Linked DNA regions of Mus musculus: all the other regions are linked to region 1. A link is a contact called in public ChIA-PET and HiChIP or PLAC-seq data. All regions are on one chromosome and are shown on one strand. The core of a region is the stretch at or near the end of the contact, and the rest is flanking DNA. Distances in the headings are between cores, read along the strand shown.

The links. ChIA-PET counts read pairs in DNA pulled down with a chosen protein or histone mark. HiChIP or PLAC-seq counts read pairs in DNA pulled down with a chosen protein or histone mark.
Region 2: a contact with region 1 is called in an H3K27ac HiChIP or PLAC-seq map of embryonic stem cells, with 8 read pairs. The contact joins two enhancer-like sites. A contact is called at or near these places in 1 of 39 promoter capture datasets (the HPC-7 cell line and HPC-7-derived erythroid cells), 6 of 484 Hi-C or Micro-C datasets (the G1E-ER4 cell line, the HPC-7 cell line, cortical neurons and 1 more), 3 of 115 datasets of contacts at active chromatin or transcription factors (embryonic stem cells and pancreatic cancer cells) and 2 of 9 other capture datasets (adipose tissue and pancreatic islet).
Region 3: a contact with region 1 is called in an RNA polymerase II ChIA-PET map of memory CD8 T cells, with 5 read pairs. The contact joins two enhancer-like sites. A contact is called at or near these places in 1 of 484 Hi-C or Micro-C datasets (embryonic stem cells) and 2 of 115 datasets of contacts at active chromatin or transcription factors (bone marrow-derived macrophages and memory CD8 T cells).

What each region holds. Positions count from the first base shown.
Region 1 is chr6:72,633,723-72,638,129 of GRCm38.p6, reverse strand. Tcf7l1 (transcription factor 7 like 1 (T cell specific, HMG box)) reads left to right here. Exons shown (of 12, transcript NM_009332.3): 5 at 3,898-4,030. It overlaps Gm15401 (predicted gene 15401), which reads right to left. Exons shown (of 5, transcript NR_040422.1): 4 at 1,591-1,808; 5 at 413-1,051. Among named protein-coding and RNA genes, the nearest start is that of Gm15401, 6.6 kb to the right of the region's middle. Within about 2 kb of position 1,844, at least 128 of the 459 cell types and tissues checked have an H3K27ac peak or open chromatin away from gene starts, as enhancers often do. A contact at or near this core is called in embryonic stem cells, memory CD8 T cells, myocytes and 1 more, where this site is marked.
Region 2 is chr6:72,925,087-72,928,921 of GRCm38.p6, reverse strand. No RefSeq gene overlaps it. Among named protein-coding and RNA genes, the nearest start is that of Kcmf1, 27 kb to the right of the region's middle. Within about 2 kb of position 1,936, at least 175 of the 459 cell types and tissues checked have an H3K27ac peak or open chromatin away from gene starts, as enhancers often do. A contact at or near this core is called in embryonic stem cells, myocytes and pancreatic cancer cells, where this site is marked.
Region 3 is chr6:72,991,616-72,995,986 of GRCm38.p6, reverse strand. No RefSeq gene overlaps it. Among named protein-coding and RNA genes, the nearest start is that of Gm31547, 13 kb to the left of the region's middle. Within about 2 kb of position 2,061, at least 62 of the 459 cell types and tissues checked have an H3K27ac peak or open chromatin away from gene starts, as enhancers often do. A contact at or near this core is called in memory CD8 T cells, where this site is marked.

The sequences.
Region 1 (4,407 bases), core at 595-3,094:
TTTAAAATTAGGAATGTCTAGCCCATTGAGATGCTGCACAACTCTAATCCCAGCATTTGAGAGGCAGAGGCAAGAGGGCTTATGACTTTGAAGCCAGCCTGGTCTACAAAGTAAGTTCCCATACAGCCGGGTCTGCACAGAGTAACCCTGTCTCGAAAACCCAAGTAAACAAGCAAACAAACCGGAAATGAGTTCTTGCCATGTGGAATGTGAGATCTGCTGCAAGAGAATTGGACCTTGGGACTATATTCTGGTTGACACATTGCTTATTTGTTGGTCCTTCCTCTTGTAACACATCTCAGTTAGCGGAGCCCAGCTAAGTCGCCGTTCAGACCTTAGGAACACACTTAGGAAATACACGAGGAGCTTGGGGATATTCCTGCAACCAACCTGAGGTTAAGAGTCAGGAGATGTGGCAAAGCTGATACTTTCTTCTATTTACCTGGGTCGGGTGACAGAAGAATGGAGGGACCCCTGGCTTAGCTGCTCCGGGGCAGGTGGCAGAGTCGGAGGGTGGCAGGGTGCTGCTGTGGAGTCTCAGTCCTCCGGGATCCCCTACCAGCCCCACAGTTGACCAGCTCTGGCAGACACCACCCACAGTGTGTCTGAAGGAACGACCTCTACTGGACCTGCTCCCTCCCCATGGACTTTGGGATGTTTCAAAGAAACTGATGTCACTGCAAACATTTTCAGTGTCCATTCTCCCCGGGAGCCCTGCCCTTCTCTATCAGCTAAGGGGTCATGGATGATTGACAAAACTCATATTCTGAATAGCGTTGTTAGTTGTCTACTGAAATGTTGGGTGATTTCCTGGGCAGCCATTGTCAAGTCCAGGACTCCATCGTGATTGACAGCAGAAGGGAAGGGTCTACTCTCCTGAGCGATCAATCCCATGCAGCTGGTTTCTGATCAGGTTAAGGGAGAGATGGCTCTGCAGTTAAGAGGCTGGCTGCTCTTCTGAGTTGAATTCACAGCAGCCACAAGGTGGCTCACAACCATGCATAATGGAATCTGATTCCCTCTTCTGGTGTGCATGAACACCTGAGCAATCCTATACATGAAATAAGCAAATAAATAAATCTATAAAAGAAGAAGGACAACAAGAGGGAGGGGGACTCCTCTGGTGGACAGTTTTCCATGGCGAGCCCTTAGGGGTTGGTTTTACTTTGGGCTTAAAATATGCCCTGGGGACCCCTTTGCTTTCTTAAGAGCTGTGAGTTTGAAGAGCTTCAAAAGGGAAAAGACTGAAGCAGGCTGTGGTGGTCATCGAGCAGACTAAGTTACACAGCCTGCCTCAGCAAGGTGAAGCTGCGGGCCAAAGGAGATGGCTCAGCAGATAAAGTGTGGGGACCAGAAGGAACTGGGATGCTCAGAACACATAAAACCCAGGCAGCTGTGGCAGCCTCGCATGGATTTAGCAGATTATAAAGACAGGGCAAGGAGTTGAGCCAAGATCAACAAGCTCTGGGTTCAGCAAGAGACCTCAGTAAGTCAAAAGGAGATCAAGGAGACCCTCCTCAGGTCTCCATCTGTGTACACACATACACACAAAACTTTAAAATGGATCAGGGAGAGGAGTTGTCAAGATACCTGGGCTGAGAAGGTGCTCGACCTATGTAGCTTGCTGGAAGGATTTGGCTGTTTCGGATGGGGCATTGCTGGAAGGACTTGGCTCTGTTTCGGATGGCATTCCTTGCTGAGCAAGCCCGTGTGGCTCCTACGTCTTGTACTGAGGTTGTCCACTTGAGGCTCTGCATTCCTGACGGTAGCCTCAGCCTTTGCCGTGCTCATCAAGCTCCTGGGGACAGCTGGAGAGAGAAGTGGGTGAGGACAGAGTGGGAGGTAGCCTCCTAAGAGGACAGGCCAGCCTCTAGGACAACTCTTGCTCAGCAACACTTCCTGTCCAGCCCCTCGCGGACCATTTTCTGGACAATGATGCCCCCTAGTGGTACAAAATTATAACCCGCAGGTCATTTAGATTTATACCTAGATTTGCAAATTGAACTCCCTTTATGTGTTCTTTGACTGAAGGGTAAGCAGGCAACTGAAACTTTTTAGTTTATTTATGGAAGGGGGTTGGTCCAGGCTGGCTTTTAACTTACTATGTAACAAAGAGTGACCTTTGACCTCTGATCTTTTTACTTCCTGAGTGCAAGTGTCTGCGTTACCGGTTTATGCTACCACACCCAGTTTACACAGAGCTGGAGATCAAACGTGGGGCTTCAAGGATGCTAAACAACTGTGCTACATATTCCAGCCTAAGAGTTCTCACTATAAAATGACAAAAATGATACAAATAAATATAAATTAAAAACTGAAGCGTGAAGGCTGGAGTGGATGATCATGGGTTCGAAACTAGCCTGGACTATATAATGCGATGTTGTCAAAGATAAATAAATGACATGGGGCGTTGTTGGCAGGGGCTGGCTTAGCTGTGTGATTATGTAGCAATCAGTTTTAGAATCATTGTTTATGAATTGTATCATGGTTTGTGCAATTCTCTCTATTTTTATTCATTATATTTCTTTGTGTGTATGTGGGTGGGCATCCTTTAGCCATGGTGTTCTTGTGGAGGTCAGAGGATCTACCCTGAGGGATCTAGAAAGAGATGGCAGGTTATCAGGCATCCACCTTGACCCACTGAACATTCTCTGTAATTCAATAGCCCTATTACGTTTATAGTGCCGAAAATTACCCTTTGACAGGCTGGCCCCTATAAACCCAGGTTCATCATTTGGATACACTCACTTGGTTCCTAGAAATCTGATGTCAGAGCTAGTTATTGCACATGTTCTTTCTTGTGCTGTATATTCATCATTGTGATGGCCAGGAAATACAGTGAAAGCAGCCAGGTGTAGGTGACACACGCCTTCAGTCCCAGCACTTGGGAGACAGAGGCAGGCGAATCTCCGAGTTTGAGAACCTACAGAGTGAGTTCCAGGACAGCAAGGACTACACAGAGAAACCCTGTCTCTAGAAAACTAAAAAAAAAAAAAAAAAATTCTCCAAAAAAGTGAATGGGCTGGTGGGTAAGATCACTGACTGCTCTTCCAAAGGTCCTGAGTTCAAATCCCAGCAACCACATGGTGGCTCACAACCACCCGTAATGAGATCTGACGCCCTCTTCTGTTGCGTCTGAAGTCAGCTACAGTGTACTTTGGGCCCAAGCAAGCAGGGACTGAGCGAGCAGGGCCAACCCGAGCGAACGGGGTTGACCAGAGTGAGCAGAGGTCCTGAAAATTCAATTCCCAGCAACCAAATGAAGGCTCACAACCATCTGTACAGCTACAGTGTACTCACATACATAAAATAAATAAATCTTTGAAAATGTGAAGGCAGTATTTAAGTTTCACCTTATGCTGCTACAGCTAACAAGTACAGAGGACTAACTAGGAAGCTACTCGGTTTGAGGCCTTTTTGCACCACCAAGGCCAGCAGCACACCTCATGATCAGGATGGGCTTTCCTGCTCTCATCCCTGCTCTGCCCACTTTACCTGCTATAAGACTTGGAAACCCAGGAAGCCCCAGGAACTGAGCAGACCAGAGTTTGTGGTATGCATATCGGATGAAAAGAGGGGCAGCAGGAAGTGACAGAGAGGTCAAAGGGCTTCTCGTCAGTAAAGTCAGAACGTGGTTACATAAACCCGAGAGCTCCTGTCAGAACGGCACAGCCCACAAGCGCCCCGCTGTACCCATAAAGGGGGGCTGTGTGGGAGTTAGAGACCGGGGTGGGAGTTCGAGGCCCTCTCTCATCCTCTTCTCGTTTCCTTCCCTCTAGGCCAGTTGTGAGGGCTGGAAAGGGTGTTACACTGAAAGGAGCCACCGGTGAGTGGCAGCTGGCTGGACACACCGTCTTCCTGCCACTGTGCCTAGTCCATCTCCTCTCTCTCTTGCAGTCCAACAAAGTTCCTGTTGTTCAGCACCCTCATCACATGCACCCGCTGACACCTCTCATCACCTACAGCAACGACCACTTCTCCCCTGCGTCCCCTCCCACGCATCTGTCCCCAGAGATCGACCCAAAGACAGGTGAGTGGCCCCTGTGACAAGCTGGGCTCCCAAAGAGCGGTGGTGGGGCTCTATGGGGTCGGGGGTTAAGTATAGAGCCTGGAACCATTGTAAATGCAAGGGTTGTTTAGTCATCTGAGGTTGGGCCTCTATAACCAGAACGTGTGCCCACTACACCACATATTTCCAATAGAGCCTTCTGGACAGACGTCAAAATGGCTTTTAAAACAATGGGGGCGGAGCTGGCTTTAATGTGTGGAAGGTGATAATTAACTGCCCACCACACCTGTCCGTACCTGGAAGCCTAGGTCTTCATAACGTTCCTACTGAGTCACTGTAACACTAAGAATTTTCAGAGCCCATGTTTAAAGAAATAATGATTATTTGGGGGTAGGGCG
Region 2 (3,835 bases), core at 687-3,186, 290 kb before region 1:
AAAAGCCGGGCACAGAACATTGGAGGAGAAGGCTGGAAAATCAGAGAATCTCAAGATCAGCGCTGGAGATTTGGATCAGCATTTACGAGCATAGAGCAAGTTTGAGGCCAGCCTGGTCCACATGAGACCCTGTCTCAAAACAACAGCTAAAAACCTCAAAGACGAAGGCCAACAGGCCGCCCCTTGGGTTAAGGTGCCTGCAGCTCAGCCTGATGATAGGAGCCAGTTCCCAGAAACCACCTGGTGGAAGGTAAGAACCAAAGGACTGACTTCTTCAAATTGTCTTCTGACCATCACACGTTTACACACACACACACAAGCTAGGCCTAATGTAGTGGTACCTGCTTTTAATTCCAGCACTCAGGGAGGCAGAGGCAAATAGATTTTTTGTGAGTTCAGCCTGGTCTATATAGGAATTCCAGTCCAGCCAAGGCTACATAGTAAAACCCTGTCTCAAAATAAATAAATAAAATAAAAGTAAACTTTAAAATGTAGTTAAAAGATTTTTTAGAAGATTTAATTTTCTTTTTTAATTGACCAGGCAGTGGTGGTACACTTTTTTAATCTCAGCACTCGGGGACAGAGACTGACAGATCTCTTTGAGTTCAAGGCCAACCTGTGTGAGACCACAACAGGAAAAATAGACCTTACAGGTTGAGTTCTGTTTGCAATTAAGAATATATTCCTGTTTGTCCTACGTGTGTTTGAGCCATTTGCACCAGATGGACTTGATCCCATGTGGGCAAGAATTACATCAGAATGTACACTTGCCCCTGATGGATAGAAGGTCAATTGTGGGGTTTGCCTTTTTAAGCATCTGAAAACTGTGACTTGGGAGCATTTTCCTTAAAACTCAGGTGTGGGCCTGGCTAGAGTCCAGTAACCTGGCCAGTATTTAATTAAAGATTGTTTCAAATTTGGCTTGAAAGTGTGGTAGTGATCTTATTTTTGACAAATAGGATTATTGCCTGGTCTACAGAACAAGTTCCAGGATAGCCAAGGCTACACAGAAATCCTGTCTCAAAAGCAACAACAGCAAAAAGATGTGCATGTATCTACCGAGGCCAGCGGGGTCATCAGATCCTCCTGGAGCTGGAGTTACAGGCAATAGTAAGAAATCCGACATGGACTCTGAGCATCAAACTCATCCTCTGTAAGAACAGTGTGGGCTCTACTACACCATCTCTCCAGCCAAAGACCAAAGGAGAAGTATTAACAATGAAAACAGGAAGGTTTTCATTCCTAAAGCCTACATTTAAAAAAAAAAAAAATCATTAAGCCAGGATTAGTAGCATACCAGTTCCCAAGAGGCACTGGCAAAAGAGAAGCGAATTCCTGTGAGGCCTAGGTTATCCTGGCCTCCATAGGGAGTTCCCAACCATGTCAGCCTTGGCTACAGAGTGACACTTTAGCTTTAGAAAAGGAAAAAAGAAAACAGAAAAAAAGCCAAAGCTACTATAGCATCATAATGACATACTGCCAGTATACATCCCTAGGGTTTGTTGAGTGTCAGGTTGGGTGTGGGAAGACTTCAAGAGATCGAATGGCCATAGTAGACAGCAAGAGAGGATTACACTAGCATGGGAGGTTCCTTGGGGCCTGGGCCAGTATGGAGCCTGAGGTGTGCCTTGTCTATGCACTGTGGTCAGCACTCAGGCCCTCTCGACTTCTCACCTGGACCCCGGATCATTAGCAGGTGGGGGCAAGCTGCCTTGCCCCCACCTGCTGTCCAGATATGACTTCCTGTTTGGCAAGTTCTGAGGGTTCCTCTCCCTGCTCCTCAAACTCCCCTTTGTTCATAAACTTGGCATTCGACATCCCTAGCCCTTATCCCTCCCTTCAGCCAGCTGGAATTTCCTGTCCCACTGTCCTCCCAGCAGGAGATTCCATTCCCGGCTCTGAGTCACTTTGGGGTGACTCAAGTGTGACTCACTCCACCGAGGTCCCTCCCACTTCAACTTACCTCGGCTGGGTGTGGCTCCTGCCCATTCACTGGCAGGGATCTTCTTTCAGCCACAGCTGATGTGAGACTCCTCCCACATCCCAGGAACCTGGCATGAGAAAGGGACCCTCAACAAAGGAGCAATCTGGCCAGTGCCGAGGCTGCTAGATGACAGAAGCTCAAGCATTCCAAAGCCTGAACAAGAAGTCGCTGAGCTGGTTTCTCTGTCCCCACCCTCCTCAGACCCTGCCTCTAGCTACAATCAAGGCTCATCTGGCTTTTCAGAAACCCACCTTTCTGCCCCAAGGATCACTCCAAATACCCATTTCCAGCTGGGAGCAACTATGGATCACAGACTGAGCTAACAGTAGTTATGATCAGGAAAGTATTCAGTTTTAAGTAGGATACAAACTTATGTACTGAGCAGACAAAAACAAACACACAAAAATCTCACAGGAAATAGGAGATACTTTATTCTGGAGTCAAATCTGAGTGATCATGACCCAGGAACAAAAATTTAAGTCACCACAAATTCCATGTTCCAATGTGGTAACAGTCTGATGAAGTGTCGTTGTTGTAGTTTTGGTTTTCTGAGACAGGGTTTTTCTGTGTAGCCCTGGCTGCCCTGGAATGATGCTTGCTGGTTCATTTGCTGGCTTACTCCTCTCTGTCAAGGCTCTAACTTAACCAGCCTCTTAGACAACCCAGAAACGCCTACTTGGGGAATGGTTCTGCCAACAGTGGGTTGGCCCTCCCACATCCATCATTAATCAAGACAGTTTCCCACAGACATGCCCATAGGCCAATCTGATCTAAGCAACTCACATAAATCGGCTTGTGCACACCTGTAATCACAGCTCTTGGAAAGTAGAGGCAAGAAAATCAGGAGGTCAAGGTTAGCAATGATATCTCAGGGGGCTTAGAGACAGCGTGGAGTACACAAGACCTTGTCTTTAAAAAAAAAAAAAGGATGGGGAAGTGGGGTGGCGAGATGCTCTGTGGTGGTTTGAATGTACTTGACTCAGAGAGTGGCATTCTTAGGAGTTGTGGCCTTGTTGGAGTAGGTGTGGCCTTGTTGAAAGAAGTGTGTCACTATAAGTATGGGCTTTTATGAGACTTTCCTTTGTCAATGCAATTAATCTGATTCCTTAGGAAGACTCTTCAGACAACAAAAAGTAGCCATATTCTTCACCAAAAACAGTCTTAGGCCATATACTAACATTCTTCTCCTCTGAAACTTTTGAAGCAAGACCCCCACAGTTCAAGCCACACTCAGCATCAGTGATGCCATATTCTTACTAGGATGGCCCATTAAACCCCACTTAAAGCATTCCACTGCTTTCCAAATCCAAAGTCCCAAAATCCACATTCTTCCAAACAAAAACACGGCCAGGCCTATCACAGCAATACCCCAGTTCCTGGTACCAACTTCTATCTAGGGTTTCATTGCAATGAAGAGACACTATGGCCAAGGCAACTCTTGTAAAGGACAAACATTTAATGGGGGCTGGCTTACAGGTTCAGAGGTTCAGTCCATTATCATCAAGGCAGGAGCATGGCTGCATCCAGGCAGGCATGGCACGGGAGAAGGAGCTGAAAGTTGTGCATCTTGTTCTGAAGGGAACTGGGAGAAGACTGTCTTCCAAGCAGCTAGAAAGAGAGCCTCAAAATCCAACCCCACGGTGACACACTTCCTCCAAAAAGGCCACACCTTGTGATAGTGCCACTCCCAGGGCCAAGCATATTCAAACCACCACAGGTTCAGTGGTTAAAGATAAGCAAAAGACTAGAGAGATGTCTTAGCAACTGAGAGCAGTGGCTGCTCTTCCAGAGGACCTGAGTTCAACTTCCAACACCCACACAGCAGCTCACCACTGTCTGTAACTCCAGTTC
Region 3 (4,371 bases), core at 812-3,311, 360 kb before region 1:
ACAGTTCCTAGGACATATGAGGAATATCTCACAAGAGCTACAACTACAATTCCAGAGGTCTCAGACCCTCTTATGGCCAGAGGGAGAGAGAGAGAATAAAAATAAATCTTTTAACAATCAGTATGAGCTGGGTGGTGATGGCGCATAACTTTGATCCCAACACTAGGGAGGCAGAGGCAGGTAGGATCTCTCAGTTTGAGGCCAGCCTGATCTACAGAGTGAGTTCCAGGACAGCCAGGGATACACAGAGAAACCCTGTCTCAATAAAAAAATGAAAAAAAAAAAAAAAAACTAAAAGTCTGGACGTTGGGAAAGGCCAGGGCCAGAGATTAAAAACAGGATGGCTACTATTGAGATGTTATTTAAAGCCATAAGGCTGAGCTATCCATGGGACTGAACGAATACCAAGTGGGAGAGAAGAGATCTAGCCTTGGTCCCAAGGCCATCTGATAGTGAGAAATCAGAAGACCGAAGAGCAGTCAGACATGGACAAGGAGAAATGGTGGCAGAGGTTGTTGGAAAACCAGAAGGGTAGAAGCCAGCAGGAGAAAGGGCCTTCTGAGGGAATCAACAAGTGGTCTGAGGGTCGCTGGAGGTCAGAGCAGAGGAAGGGCTTGAGGCCTGGCCTCTCTCTGCAAGGAAACAGTGAAGTCCAGACAAGGCCAACTGGATGGCATCCTGGAAGCAAAAGCTGCCCTTCCCCCACTCAAAGAACAGCAGGGAGGACAAGGAGCTCAGAAGCAATGTCTCTCTGCAGGGGGAGAAACTGAGGCTTTCAAAGATCTACAGTCCTCTCTCTAAAGTTGCCATTAAGTGGCCCAAGAACCAGGTTCTATTACATTCTACTTATTTATTTGTCTATTTGTTTATTTGTCTGTTTATTATATATAATGTTGGGGGCAGGGAACACGTATCAGGATGCATATGTGGAGGTCAAAGGACAACTTCCCAGAGTCAGATCTCTCATTCCACCATGTGGGTCCCAAAGATGGAACTCAGGCTGTCAGGCTTGGTGTTGAGCATCTCTGTCCATTGAACCATCTTGCCAGCCCACAGGCTTTAAAGAACTTACCACGAGGCCTTACCATGCATACGGCTGTGCTTGCGATTCATTGTCTTTTGGCAATTAATGTTCTATTAAGTCGACCCAAGTGACACACATCTATAGTCCCAGCTAGTCTGGAAACAGGCAGGTGGATTTCTCAAGCCCAGAAATTCAGGGCCTTCCTGGGTAACAAAGCAGGGTTCCAACTCAAAAGAGAAAAAAAAAAAAAACTTTATTCAATGTACTGTCATTCAAGAGCTCTAGCTGAGCCTGGATCTTACAAGACTCTACTCAGCAACCCTTCCTGACCCCAGGAGACCTGCCCAAGAAACACTACACTAACATCAGTGAAGCCTTGGGGTACCAGCTTTCCCCAGCTTAGATTTACACAATTCACAAGCTTTTCTGCTTTTTGTACCTAGAGTGTGTGTGTGTCCCAGCTTAGATTTACACAATTCACAAGCTTTTCTGCTTTTTGTACCTAGAGTGTGTGTGTGTGTGTATGTGTGTATTATATATATATATGTATGTGATTATGTAATATACATATATATAAATGTATGTGTGAGTGAGTGGTTTCAGTGTCCACAGAGGTCGGAAGAGGGAGGACATCAGATCCTCTGGACTTAGAGTTACAGGCAAATGTTCTTAACTGCTGATCCATGTCTCCAAACACTCTAAAGTTGTATATTCATATATTCAAATATATATTTGCCAAGCTGGTATATATATATCTGTGACTTTGAGGCCAGCTTGGTCTACATAGTGAGTTCCAGGACAGCTAGGGATGTTATACAGAGAAACCCTGTCTAGGGGAGAAGAAAAAAAGCTGCCATGTGTGTAAAAGTTCAAAAGTTACATTTTAGTAAATAAACTGAGCCAAGTGCAGTGACAGTCTCAAGATTAGCCAACGTCAGTACATAGCAAGTTTGAAGCTAGTCTAGGCTACATGAGACGCTGTCTCAAAAAAGTTGGGGGGAGGGGGGGCTCTGGATGTTGGTAGAGTGCCTGGTGTGCACAAAGCCCTGATTTTATACCCCCCACATCCTCAATGCATAACACAGGGTTGGGTGGCACACCACTGTAACGCAGTGCAGGAGAGGCTGAGACCAGAGAGCCAAAGTTCTCAGTCATTCTCTAATACTCGGTGAGTCTGAAGCCAACCTGTGATCCATGAGATTGGGGAAGGAAGTCAGGGATGAAGAGGAGGAGAAAGGAAATAGAGAAAAGAAAGGAACCTTACCGTACAGGCTCCTTCAACTTACGCAGTTCTGTTCTGACAAACAGAACACCTGCCTCACTCCTGAAGCACAGCCACCGTCCTGAGGGCTATAGATACTGCTCTACCAGGCACGGCCTCAGCCACACAGGCAGGAAGACAGCCTCTGGGCCTCTAATCTGCAGTTCTTATCTTGCCTCTGCCGGGTGCCAAAGCCCCAGCCCAGAGCACTGACTGAACAGGTGTGTCTGCCTCTGCTGCCCTCAGACCCAGATCCTCAGCCGCAGGACAGTCTGTCTCCACAAACACAATCCACTAGCCCACTTCAGCATGACTCCCGTCCCCACATGCTAGGAACAAAAGCTGTGAACCTCAGTAGTTAAAAGAGAACAAAACTGAAAACATATCCCTTCTAAACCGCGTGGCAACAGTCCTCAAAAGAGAAAGACTTGCCTATGGCTGACTGAGACACAGGAAGCCACACCCTCAAGTCTTAGATTTGTAAGACACCTGTATAGTGCACAAAACAAAAAGCAAGGTTCCACAGGGGTACCTGGAGCCTTTGGCTCCTTGCATCCCAGGACCTATAGCACCTGTGTTTTCCCAAAATGACACCCAGCCACAGTGATATCACAACAAACTAGCCATGAGTTCCCCTTTTCATTCCATCCACGTTCACTGAGCACCTATTACTTCCAGACACTGAGAATACAGATGCAAATGCAATGGACAAGAACCCATTCAAGATCACGTAGCTGGGACGGGAAGGCAGCAAGCATCATTTTTAGCAGATCGGATTAAGTGCTACAGAGAAAACAAGCAAGGAAATAGACAAGAAGGATGAATTTGATCAGCAAAGGGCACATCATGAAACATGTGAGTCAAGAAGACTAGACAGAAGTAAAGGGGCATGCTTGTGGATAGATGGGGAAGAACTTTCCAAAAGAAGGAAGATCAAGAGAAAAGCTAGCAGACGAGAAAAGCAAGGATCAGTCAAGGGGTCTGTCCTCGTAGTGCTGTTGGGATTGTTTGTTGTTCGTGGCTTGATCTCTGCATCCTAGACTAGCCTCAAACATTCAGCGGAGGGTGATCCGGAAGCTGACTCTCCTTTCTGTATCCCTAACGTGCTGAGATTACCAGCATGTACTGCCAGGCACTCCCATTTTATGCCTTGCTGGGGATAGAACCCAAGGCTTCATGCAGGCTCTAAGCCAATGCTCTACCAACTGAGCTACATCCCCAGCCCCTGTTTGAATATTGTTAAAGAACAGATAGATGCAAGCTAACAAATGTTCAGGAAAAAAAAAATCCTGTAATACCTGAAGCCAGGTAAGGCTCAGACCTCTCTAATGCTTAAGCCAAGCAAGCTTACAAGCATATGGGCCTGCAGAATTGGATCCTTATTGCTGCACTGAATTGGAAACCAGACTCCAGAACTTTTATTCTGGGGTCTAAACACCCTCCCCACTATAGACCTACCCATGATCCTCCTCCACAACATGCAAATAAAGCATGTAGCCCAGTTTTCAAACCCACCTGCTGCCCTAAGACAAGGTAGGTACACAGAACACAGTAATCATTCTCAGAGGATGGCCCTGGAACCTGCCGGTATTCCCCAAGCCTGATCAGGGAAACTGTAAAGTCAAAATTATTTTCATAAGCCACGCATGGAAGTGCACTCTAGAGGCCGATGGAAGAAGACAGTGGTTTGGAGATCTTTCTGGACTACATGGGGAGTTAGATCCAGGCCAGCCTGGACTGTTTGGGGAGTTAGATCCAGGCCAGCCTGGACTACCTGGACTGTTTGGGGAGTTAGATCCAGGCCAGCCTGGAATACATAGTGAGTTAGATCCAGGCCAGCCTGGACTGTTTGGGGAGTTAGATCCAAGATAGCCTGGACTATATGGGGAGTTAGATCCAGGCCAGCCTGGTGTGAGACACTGTCTCAAAAATCAAAACTGATAAACAAAGTCCATTCTCAGACCTGGTAAGATAGCCATCTCACTAGTGGGCGTAAGGGACTTACTGCCAAGCCTGACAACCTAAGTTTAATCCTAGGAATCCACAGAGTGGAAAGAGAGACACCCCCCAACTCCTACAAGTTGTT